Regions from separate parts of the Sus scrofa genome. Here region 2 is linked to region 1. A link is a contact called in public HiChIP or PLAC-seq data. All regions are on one chromosome and are shown on one strand. The core of a region is the stretch at or near the end of the contact, and the rest is flanking DNA. Distances in the headings are between cores, read along the strand shown.

The links. HiChIP or PLAC-seq counts read pairs in DNA pulled down with a chosen protein or histone mark.
Region 2: an H3K27ac HiChIP or PLAC-seq map of skeletal muscle shows a contact between it and region 1. The contact joins two enhancer-like sites. A contact is called at or near these places in 2 of 2 datasets of contacts at active chromatin or transcription factors (alveolar macrophages and skeletal muscle).

What each region holds. Positions count from the first base shown.
Region 1 is chr6:36,150,332-36,155,885 of Sscrofa11.1, reverse strand. It overlaps N4BP1 (NEDD4-binding protein 1), which reads right to left. Exons shown (of 7, transcript XM_003126990.5): 2 at 1-1,140. Among named protein-coding and RNA genes, the nearest start is that of N4BP1, 31 kb to the right of the region's middle. Within about 2 kb of position 2,170, at least 5 of the 83 cell types and tissues checked have an H3K27ac peak or open chromatin away from gene starts, as enhancers often do. A contact at or near this core is called in alveolar macrophages and skeletal muscle, where this site is marked.
Region 2 is chr6:36,410,610-36,416,163 of Sscrofa11.1, reverse strand. LONP2 (lon protease homolog 2, peroxisomal) reads left to right here. Exons shown (of 15, transcript XM_005664451.3): 9 at 10-160; 10 at 2,201-2,327. Among named protein-coding and RNA genes, the nearest start is that of ABCC11, 49 kb to the left of the region's middle. Within about 2 kb of position 2,998, at least 35 of the 83 cell types and tissues checked have an H3K27ac peak or open chromatin away from gene starts, as enhancers often do. A contact at or near this core is called in alveolar macrophages and skeletal muscle, where this site is marked.

The DNA of each region.
Region 1 (5,554 bases), core at 921-3,420:
TGGTAGCTGAGAAAATTTTTCTACCATGTTTTGCTGTGTGTGAGTCTGTGTTTTCTTTGGAGTGGAATCTGTCGTAAGTTCATTTACGCTGCTACAAACACCTTTATTTTTGGTTTTGTTGGTCTCTGGGTACGTAGTACCAGGTAAAAATTCTCTCTCTTCTTGGAATCTTTTATTTTCTTTCTCAATTTCCTCCAACAGCAATAATGGTTCAGTAGTTGGCCCGTACTCCCTAATGACCTTTTCAACAATTTCTTGAGAATAGCCCATGGTTTTAAAAAAGTTGACGAGGATATTGTATTCCATTTCCTCAGTAGTGTCTTTTACATCTGGATTTAAATTTTCGGCATCAGTAGAAGAATCAGATAGGTCAATGATTACATTTCCAGCTAATGTCTTACCTTCATGTAAAAGCTCTCCCTCTTGAACATTTTCCAGAGAAAATTGTTTCTTGGTATGCCTTTCTTCAGAATCAGAAAATCTCCTTTTGTGACAAACTCTATCTTTGGAAAGCGCCTCTTCATCTGGGGTTAGTCCATTTATTGGAACAAAAAGGACATCTTGTGAGCTAGAAAAGACTGTGTCCATTTGTTTTGTAAGCTCAGTAACGGGAGTCCCAGCTTTGTTTCTTGCATCTTCCTGCAAAACAATTTCATCTCTGGAAATATTCAGCCCTGCGGCAGCACTCTGCGTAAACTCTCTTTGTTTAGAATCTCTAATTTCAACAACATCATTGTCTCCTGTTTCAAATAGATTCTCCTCGCCCTGGGTCAGTGCCAAAAGTTCTTTTTTCAAGGAAGTGGGCAAAATCAACAAGTCCATTGTGTAACTGTCTGCACGAGCTTCAACAAATTGTTTAAATTCCCTTTTTACCTCTGATTCTTTTTGGCTGTTGGGTAGGTTCTCATTATTCTCGAAGAGCTTTACAAACTGCTGAATGTGACTCCGAGCCATGACCACAGCTTCGGCACTTCCTCTGATGCCCAGAAGACCGATGTCGAGAATGCAGAGATCGGCACAGGTGTCCTGAATCAAGCTCTTCAGAAACAGGCTCTGAGCCCCAACAAAAATGCAGTGCATGGCCTTGGGGTAACATTCTCTTTCTTCTAGTTCAGGTTCACAGATTCCTTTAATATATTCCTGCAAAGAGAAGAGAAGAAAAATGAGATCAATTTACCAAAGCTCCTTACAGCACATATATTATGTTACACGTGAGATTACAAATGTCAAGCTGTATAAAAATCCAGAGCATGCTGGGAGTTCCCATGGTGGCTCAGCAGAAACGAATCTGATTAGTATCCATGAGCATGCGGGTTCGATCCCTGGCCTTGCTCAGTGAGTTAAGGATTGGTGTTGCTGTGAGCTGTGGTGTAGGTCGCAGACAGGGCCTGGATCTGGCCTTGCTGTGGCTGTGGTAGAGGTGGTTACAGCTCGGACTCGATCCGTAGCCTGGTAACTTCCATATGCTGTGAGTACAGCCCTAAAAAGATTTAAAAAAAAAAAAAAAAAAGCATGCTAATATCTTTGGGGAAGATACCACATTTTATCTAAAATATTTAAAATAACAAATATAAGTTGCTTAACTGTTTTCAGAGGAACTGAAAACTGTGCATCTAAGTCTAAAAGGCAGGTATTTATATCATTTTTCAATAGTGTATCTTGCCATGTGATCTTAGGGGTCTGCCCAGCTGCACAGTGGTTAATGACAAGACTGGATTTATTTACGTCTATAAACAATAAACATCTTTGCTTGCTACTAGTCACTTTTTAAAACTATGATATAATTAAGAGAGAAGATAATCAAGTCAAATAACTTTTACTCCAGAACAAACCCTGACTTTTGCTTTGCTACTACTGTTTCCAAATAAAACAGACTGATTTAAAAAACAAAACAAAACAATAAATTAACAAAAAACAAAAACAAAACTTTCCAGCTGCCTGGAACAATGTATATGCTATATAATTTTATGTCTATTTACTAAGAAAGACCAGGCTATTTAAATGTAGATCTAAATATAAAGAACCACAAAGTGCAGAGTAGTACTGCCATTCTCAGAGATAAGGCTAGGGTTTCTAGTGAATTGGTATTGAAAGAGGTCTGAACAAGGTAAGAAAGGGAACTGGGTTCTTGAGCAATTCGGTTGCCACTGGAGGCAGAAGTGTGAATCACGTAAACAAGGGGGCACTCACAGTGACCGTGGAACATACTTGCTAATAACTTGAGCACTGCAGTCAGCTCCTAGGCTCAAATTCCAGCCTTACAACTGGTGACCTTGCTCAAGTTACCAAGCCCCTCTGAGCCCAGTTTCTGCAACTGTGAGAGGCTAATGCTATCTTAGGTGTTTTGAGGAAATTCAATGAGAATGTAAAGTTTTGACAACAGTGTCTGACAGGTGTTGACTAAATAATAAAAGCACTGTTACTTAAATTAGCAGTGAAAACTTTTTGGACAGACAGCTGTAAGACATAAGCCTGGCAATACCTGATCTACACTTTCAACCAAAATTAGAATTGCGTTATCCAAAATGGTATTATTTAAAAATTCAACTTGTGTATCACCAGTTACGATGAGGTTTTACAAACTTGGACCTACTAGGTATACTTGCTCTCATAATGGCCACATATCTTCCATGAGAATTTATATACAAGTGTGTACATATTCCTTCTTTACACATTTCGCATTACAAAATTCCTGTGAGGAGGAGTTCCCACTGTGACTCAGTGAGTTAAGAACCTGTTGTCCCAATGAGGATGCAGGTTCAATCCCTGGCCTCACTCAGTGGGTCAAGGATCCGGCACTGCTGTGGCTGTGGCATAGGCCTCAGCTTCAGTTCCAATTCAATCCCTGGCCTGGGAACTTCCATATGCCACAGGTACGGCTGTAAAAAGGAAAAAAAAAAATTCCCAGCAGGAAACGAAACACCAGAAATACAAGGAAAGTGCCAATTTGGAAAAGCTCAACCCAAGCAGTATAATGTCCAGTCATGAGTTCTTTACTTCTTTATGTTCTTTTGGATAAACCTGGAATATTTGTGAGCGTGGTGATAACTGGTGCTGGACAGAGGAGCTTTTTTTTTTTGGCTTTTTAGAGCAGCATCTGTGGCATTATAGAAGTAGAAGTTCTCATGCTAGGGGTCAAATTAGAGTAGCAGCTGCCAGCCTACACCACAGCTCACGGCAACACTGGATCCTTAACCCACTGAGCAAGGCCAGAGTTTGAACCTGAATCTACTAGTCAGATTTGTTTCCATTAAGCCACAATGGGAACTCTGCCTTTTTTGGGTGTCGGGGACAAGTGGGGCATATGGAGGTTCCCAGGCTAGGAGTCAAAGTGGAGCTACATCTGCCTGTCACAGTCACAGCCACGAGGGATCCAAGCTACATTTGTGACCTACACCACAGTTCACGGCAATGCCAGATCCTTGTTCTACCAAGCAATGCCAGGGATCGAACACACATCCTCATGGATACCAGTTGGATTCATTTCCACTGCGCCACAAGGAACTCCCAGTTTTGTTTTTTTTTGTTTTTTTTTAAGAACAGTTTATTAGAGCTACTTTTGTAAGACAGTAATTGTGTTAAACACAAAGTATAGTAATTGACTGTCCTTTATTCCTAGATGTGCAAGCAGAGTGTTAAATACTGACGTGAGCATCCTTTAAGGCCTCCAAATAGACATTTTAACTACCACTTGTTTGAACTTATACTGCATTTAGATTGTGGTTTGAAGCTATTTATTTTTATTCTGAAATAATTATAGGTTCATGAGAAGCTGCAAAGATAACACATAAAGGTTCTGTGTACTTTACCCAGTTTCCTCCAACCATTACAGCATACATTATTATAGTACAAAATCAAAACCAGGACACTGACATGGATGCAGTGGGTGTATGCAGTTCTATGCCATTTTATCACATGTGTAGATTCATGAAAACACAACTTCAATCAAGATACAGAATTAGGGGAGTTCCTGTCGTAGCTCAGTGGAAACAAATTTGACTAGTGTCCATAGGATGTAGGTTCGATCCCTGGCCTCACTCAGTGGGTTAAGGATCCAGCATTGCCATGAGGTACAGTGTAGGCCTGCAGCTGCAGCTCCAATTCAACCCCAAGCCTGGGAACTTCCATACGCCACAAGTGTGGCCCTAAAAAGACAGGGAAAAAAAAAAAAAAAAAAAAAGGATACAAAATTATTCTATCACCACAAAGATTTCCTTCATGCTACCCTTTCATAGTCACATATTTAGTCCACTTCCATGCCTACCATTGGCAATCACAAGGCTGTTTTTGTCTTTATAATTTTGTGACGTCAAAAATGTTACATAACCAGAATTATGCGGTATGAGCCCCTTTTTTTGGCACTGTATATTTTTTTTTCCTTTTGGAGGCATACCTGCAGCATGTGGAAGTTCCCAGGCTAGGGGATGAACTGGTGTGGCATGCCAGCCAATGCCACAGCCTTAGCAACGCCATATCCAAGCCATGTCTGTGACCTACACTGCACCTTGTGGCAACGCCAGATCCTTAACCCAGAGAGCGGGGCCAGGGATCAAACCTGCATCCTCATTCATACTAGTTGGGTTCTTAACGTGCTGAGCCACAACAGGAACTCTTAGTAGGTGACTTCCGAGAAAGGCTTCACTCAACATAATGCTTTAAAATCCAAGTTGTTGGAGTTCCCTTCGTGGCTCAGTGGTTAACGAATCCGACTAGGAACCACAAGGTTTCGGGTTCCGATCCCTGGTCTTGCTCAGTGGGTGAAGGATCTGGTGTTGGCGTGAGCTGTGGTGTAGGTTGCAGATGCGGCTCGGATCCCGCGTTGCTGTGGCTCTGGTGTAGGCCGGCGGCTACAGCTCTGATTAGACCCCTAGCCTGGGAACCTCCATATGCCGCGGGAGCGGCCCAAGAAATGGCAAAAAAAAAAAAAATCCAAGTTGTTGCATGTTATTGGTAGTTCATTCCTTGTTACCACTGAGTACTATTCCACAATATGGATGAACTACAGCACTTTTTTTTGTTGTTTTTTTGTCTTTTGCCTTTTGTCTTTTTTAGGGCCACACCTGCGGCACATGGAGGTTCCCAGGCTAGGGGTCGAATCAGAGCTGTTGCCGCTGGCCAAGCCAGATCCAAGCTGTGCCTGCGACTTACACCACAGCTCACCGCAACGCCGGATCCTTAACCCACTGGGCGAGGCCAGGGATCGAACCCACAACCTCATGGTTCCTAGTTGGATTTATTTCCGCTGTGCCACAATAGGAACTCCCTGAGCTACATACAGTTTTTTAATCACTTGTCTACTGAGGGACATTTTGGTTGCTTCTGTTTGGAGCTATTACAGATGAAGCTGCCATGGGTAATCACACACAGGTTTTTATATGGATTTGCGTTTTCATTTCTCTGAGGTAACTGCCCAGGAGTGCAACTGCTGGGTTACCAGATTTAGTTTTTCAAGGAACTACTAAACTATTCTGAATGGCTATATCATTTTACATTCCCACGAGCATGTGTGAAAGATCCAGTTTCTCTTCATTCTTGCCAGCCTTTGGTATTGCCA
Region 2 (5,554 bases), core at 1,749-4,248, 260 kb before region 1:
CTCCCACAGGTGTTGGATCCCGAACAAAACCATAACTTCACAGATCATTATCTAAATGTGGCCTTTGACCTTTCCCAAGTTCTTTTTATAGCGACTGCCAACACCACTGCTACTATTCCACCTGCTTTGTTGGACAGAATGGAGATCATTCAGGTGCCAGGTACTTGACTTATAAACAAAATCATTATTTTGTCAAATGAAAAGCTGTTTCTTGCTTTTCAGAGCAGAACTCTTTAAAATTGGTTGAGCTGTGGAGTTGGGTTTTTTCATTTTAATTTTTTATTTTACTTTATGTTTTTATGAACACACGTTCATTTTTCCCCCCACTGCTATATTTCCAGTGCATATTAGCTGGACATGGCACCTTTTTTTTTTTTTTTCCCCTACTTTTTTTGTAGTTAGACCAATTTTTAATTTTTTTAATTAATTTTTTTTTTAGTTAGAATATAGTTGATGTATTGAGCTGTGGAATTTTGAGTAAGAGGTGGATTTGCCAGCGTATGATCTTCAGAAGTTCTGAATCTGGTGTATAAACCAGCTTTTATATAGATTCAAAGTGTATAAAATTTCACAAAATCTTTTGTTTGTTTTTAAACCATGATAATAAGAGTGTGTATGTTGTGTGAAACATAAGAATACATTTTGCATGACAGTTACAGATTTCACTTCGTGTTAAAGAATGATCATTTGTATGGAAAACAAGATATTCTTTGAAGCAGTTTTTTAAATTACAGATAAAAATTATTTTTTCAAAGTAAGGGTCTAAAACGCAAAAATCGATCTTCCATAGCCATTGTAGCTTCTTGTCTATCAGATTTTAAGGTTCTTTTCCATTTCCAGGAAAATATAATCATTGATTCTCATTGAGGTAGGTCCTAAAATATTCTCTTTATTACATCTGACCTCATTTTTATATAAAAGTACAGGGTGCTTTTACATTCCTCTTCTTTTTAGTTGAATCTGTCAAATAGTTATATACTTTTTTCCCCATGTCTTCTTCACTGGAGCGTGTTAAAAAATCCTTTGGTTACACTTAGTAAATCTTAATGTCTCTCCCTTATTTAAATTGCTCGGAATTCCTTTTCCCTAGAAGAGATCAAATATCAGTGGGTATATGTTAAAATGAAAATAGAATATAATCTAAATATATTTAGATTTTAAATATAACCTAAGTATGTGTATTTCATATTAATCTGAAATATATTTTGACTATCAAGTAATTGATAATTAGATTTCTTAGTTATCTGTTAGCCCTGCAGGTTTCTGTAGTTTTCTAATACAGCGGAGTAAAATTTACTTTCTGCCTATTTATAAGACTCAAAAAAATGAGTAATGAGATCCAGTTGCCTGGAAACGGCAAATTAAGGTGAAAATCCATAATATGCTAACGGGAAGTGAAATAATCGGGGCAGCTGCTGCAGAGGTGGACGTGTGAGGCTGTCCTCTTGTGCAGGTTTGGTTATCCTGTCTTCCAGCTTTTCTGGTGTTTTTTATTTCTGCATTCTACTCAAAAGACACCTTGTCAACTCATCTTTTTAATTTTGGTTTGTTAAATGGAAAGGGAGCAATTATCGTACTGGAATTTTACCTGATAGAATTTAACGACAGAGTAAATTTATATTCATTGAAGCTTTTAAGTAGATAAGAACATAAAGTCTTTTAAACATATAAATTAATGTGTAATTCCAACATCTAGAGGGAAAAATGCTTTTATAGGGACCCCTTAGTTTTGTTTTGTTTTGTTAAAATTTATAATCAAAACTCTGGAAATAGCCCTCTTGCAGCTCTTCCCTCCAAATCGTAATTGAGTCTTTGTTGTTGCCATTGCAAGTTTTTTCCTTTATGTATCAAATTATGCTAAAGAAAAGAGGGTATTTGCCTATTAAATAATAAAATACAAACTTGCATTTGTGTTAAGGAGGTAATTATCTCTAATGAGATAGCTTTTTTTTCTCTTTGAGATACATCATTTAATCAAAAGACTTTCAAACTCTGTGCTTCTTTAGTAAGTGCTCGTCTTATGTGTGAGGAAGTTGGAAATTTGAACATTTATTGCTTGGGGATTAAATTTCTTTCTACTGATTATAGTCTTAGTGGAAGTCATACCTCAGTTCCTTCTAAATCCAAGATCCTTTGAATCTGCATTGCATTTCCTCATGGCACTGTGGACGCCACGTGAGTAATGACGGCTTCTTTCCAGGGTATACACAAGAGGAGAAGATCGAGATCGCCCACAGGCACTTGATCCCAAAGCAACTGGAGCAGCATGGGCTGACTCCTCAGCAGATTCAGATCCCTCAGGTGACTACTCTGGACGTCATCACCAGGTTAGTCAGCTGTCCTGAGGCTTCAGTCATGTCCAAGCCTGGAACGTAGATTCCTGTTTGACTGGCACCTCAGAGCATCCGCTTTCCCCTGTGCAGCCAGTTCCCAGCAAACCTTTCCGTGTAACTGTCGACGTGCACAGGGCTCTGTAGGAGGCAGAGAGTCACAGAGGAAGCACTTTTAGAGTCTCTTCATAGCTAACTAAGGACTCATAGTTCAGCCAGAATTTCAACTTTTCCCTAACAGCAGCGCATGGAATTAATTTGATAAGTTAACAACCAAAAACATGGAAACTCTTGAGACACCTTTTATGCCCCAGGATCCTGAAAGTTGAATGCTCCCAAGACGTGAGATGCAGCTTCCAGACATCGGTTTGAAGTTACTCAGATTTTCTTTTCCTCCCTTTGAGAGGTTTTTTTTTTTTTTTTTTAAATCCTTAGTTTTCGTCCTTGGAATTAACACCAAACAACAGAGAAGATACTTTCCCAAGTTAGCTACCAAGTAGTTAAGCCTATGGCAAGCAGTGCATAAATTATCTGAGTAGAGTATTGCTTCATCTGACGTACAGATTGCACGTTTGACTGGAAAATGTATCCTGTTGAGAATTTCTGTCTACAATAGCCTCTCACAGTTTTCCTGGCTCAGCATTGCAGGTCCATTGCATCATCTGGCAAGTGGTGTCAGGCTGCCAGGACTCCTCCTGCAGCCTGTTCCCAGTAACCACTGGTTTTCAAAGGAGGGGAAGTCTCTCTCTGTTTTGAACTTTGACTTAGAGTTTGGCCAGTCAGACTGCTTTTTGATCGAAGCCAGCCTCCTTATGAAAGTCTCTTTGGAAGTCGGTTTAAATTTACATGCGAAACAGTAAGACTCAGTCTGACCTGGGAGTTCCTTTTCTTGTGACTTACTGGGTAGATGATGCCAGAGGAAATAAAACAGGTGATTTATACACCAAAGTCTTCCAAAAATATCATTATTCCAGATAACACCCCTGATGTCTTTGGGTAACTTTCAATAAGTCACTGAACCCTTTTTGATAGCTTCCCCATCTGTAATATATGAGCAATAGAGAAAAATAGCCATTCATAGCTTATCTGGATCTAAATGCGAATGACTTGAGGAGTAATTGCTATTTGTATTTCCCAGTTGTTGTCTGGAGAACGATTTCTTTTTCTTTTTCTTTTTTTATTCTTTTTTAGAGCACTATATTTTTTTATGTATTTTTTGGCCGCATTCTTGGCATGTCAAGGGTCCTGGGCCAGGGATTGAACCCGAGCCACAGCTTCAGTCTACATCACAGTTGGGGCAACGCTGGATCCTTAACCTACCTGTCACAAAGGAACTTCCGTGTTTCCTTTTCATGTACTTGTTCACTCAAAACATCAGATATTGAAAGCTGTGAACATCAGGAAATTTCTCTGAGCAGTTTTCATATTTTTAAAAAACAGCACAGGTATTTGCTACACCAAGCAGGTTTTGGATATTTAGTGAGTTACCCAACTTCAGACATAGTTTTTCATCTTTCCCGTGTTTTTCGTCTTCTCCTATGTGGTAGTCAGACCCATAGAGTTCAGCAGGCAGAGAGGGAGTCCTAGAAGTCACCCCCTCCCTCTTGGCTCCCAGCGTAACTAGCCTGCTTGAATTACAGTGGTTACTGTAAACTCCTCTTTGGTGAGTAAATGTCACTGTTATAAAATAATCTTTATATTTACCTCCCTCTCATTTTCTCATTCTGCCCTATACATACACCTAGAATCTAAGTATACTCCCTTTCTTGTACAGCCCTTCTGGCATTAAAAAAAAAAAAAAAAAAAAAAAAAAAAAAAAAAAGGCTGTCATCCCATAAATGCTCTATTCTTCAAGTTAAACATTCCTATTATCTTTTTATCATTCCTCTCAACCTACTTTAAAGACATTTTACTCTGCTGATTAGTCTTTTTCTGAGTGATTCCTCTAATGTCAGTGTCTCTTTTAAAATTAAACATCCAGAATGGAACTGAGTATTTCAGATGTAGCCTAAATAGCTCATGATATAAGAAGACCACCAATTGTCTTATTCCGACTATATTATTTTATGACTCTATCTCAAAATTTTTAGCTTTTTTAGGTTATCCTCTTTCCTCTTGCACTTAGAGTTGCCTAATACCTTTAGTTCTCTTGCATATGAATTTCTGCTACGCTTGGTCTATTCCATTCTATATTTATACAGTTGAGTTTTTTAAAGCCCAAATGTAGAAGTTTGCAGTTAGGGACTTTTTGTTGTTGTTGTTGCTTTTGGGGCCTGCATATGATGGTCCCCAGGCTAGGGGTCGAATCAGAGCTACAGCTGCCAGTCTATGCCACAGCCACAGAACGCCAGATCCGAGCCGCATCTGCGACCTACACCACCACTCACGGCAACCCCAGATCCTTAACCCACTGAGCAAGGCCAGGGATTGAACCCGCAACCTCATGGTTACTAATAGGATTTGTTTCCGCTGAACCACAACAGGAACTCCCCGTTGTGGATAGTTTAATATACAAGTTAGTGTCAGCTACCGTTGCCGTACATTGATTTTTTTTTTCATCTTAATTATCATCAAGTACGTGAGTTTTATATCCTTTAAAAATTGGCATCTTCACAATCATCAAGTCAAGGTAAGAAACATCAACCAGTTCTTATTTGGCCCTGGTAACTCTTCCTTTTTTGGTTTAAAAACTCTAATTAGGGGTTGATGTGTCTGTTTTCTTTCAGTCAGCTGTTACTATTACACTGTCTGCATTAGTTCCTAGCCCATTACTGTTCTAAACATCTTAGAAAAAGAAGTCTTTCGTTGTTGTCGATGTCCTTATTATTTTTGGCCAGCTCCAATGCATTCTGAACTTCCTGGTACCATTTCTGCATGTTCATGCCATTCCTCTGTAAGCTTCCTCCGGCCCTCCTCTTTCATCTTTTGTCCAGACCCTTTAATCTGAGCTCATCAGATAGTTGTCTCAGAAGCTACATTGGGTTTTTGTTTTTACATTTTGGTTTGTTTATTTTTAAAATGCCTCCCTATTTTCTTTTTTACTGAAATTACATGCACTTGTGTAATATGGGCTTTATCCTTATATCTCCTGTTCCTTTGATTGAAATGAGGTTTTTTTTCCTTTAGAGTGCTTAGCTGAGAACTTTTGTCTTTTCTCCGAACTTAAAAAAATCTGCTTCCTCAGAGTCTCAAACATATGTCTCACTACCTAAACCGGTTTTTTC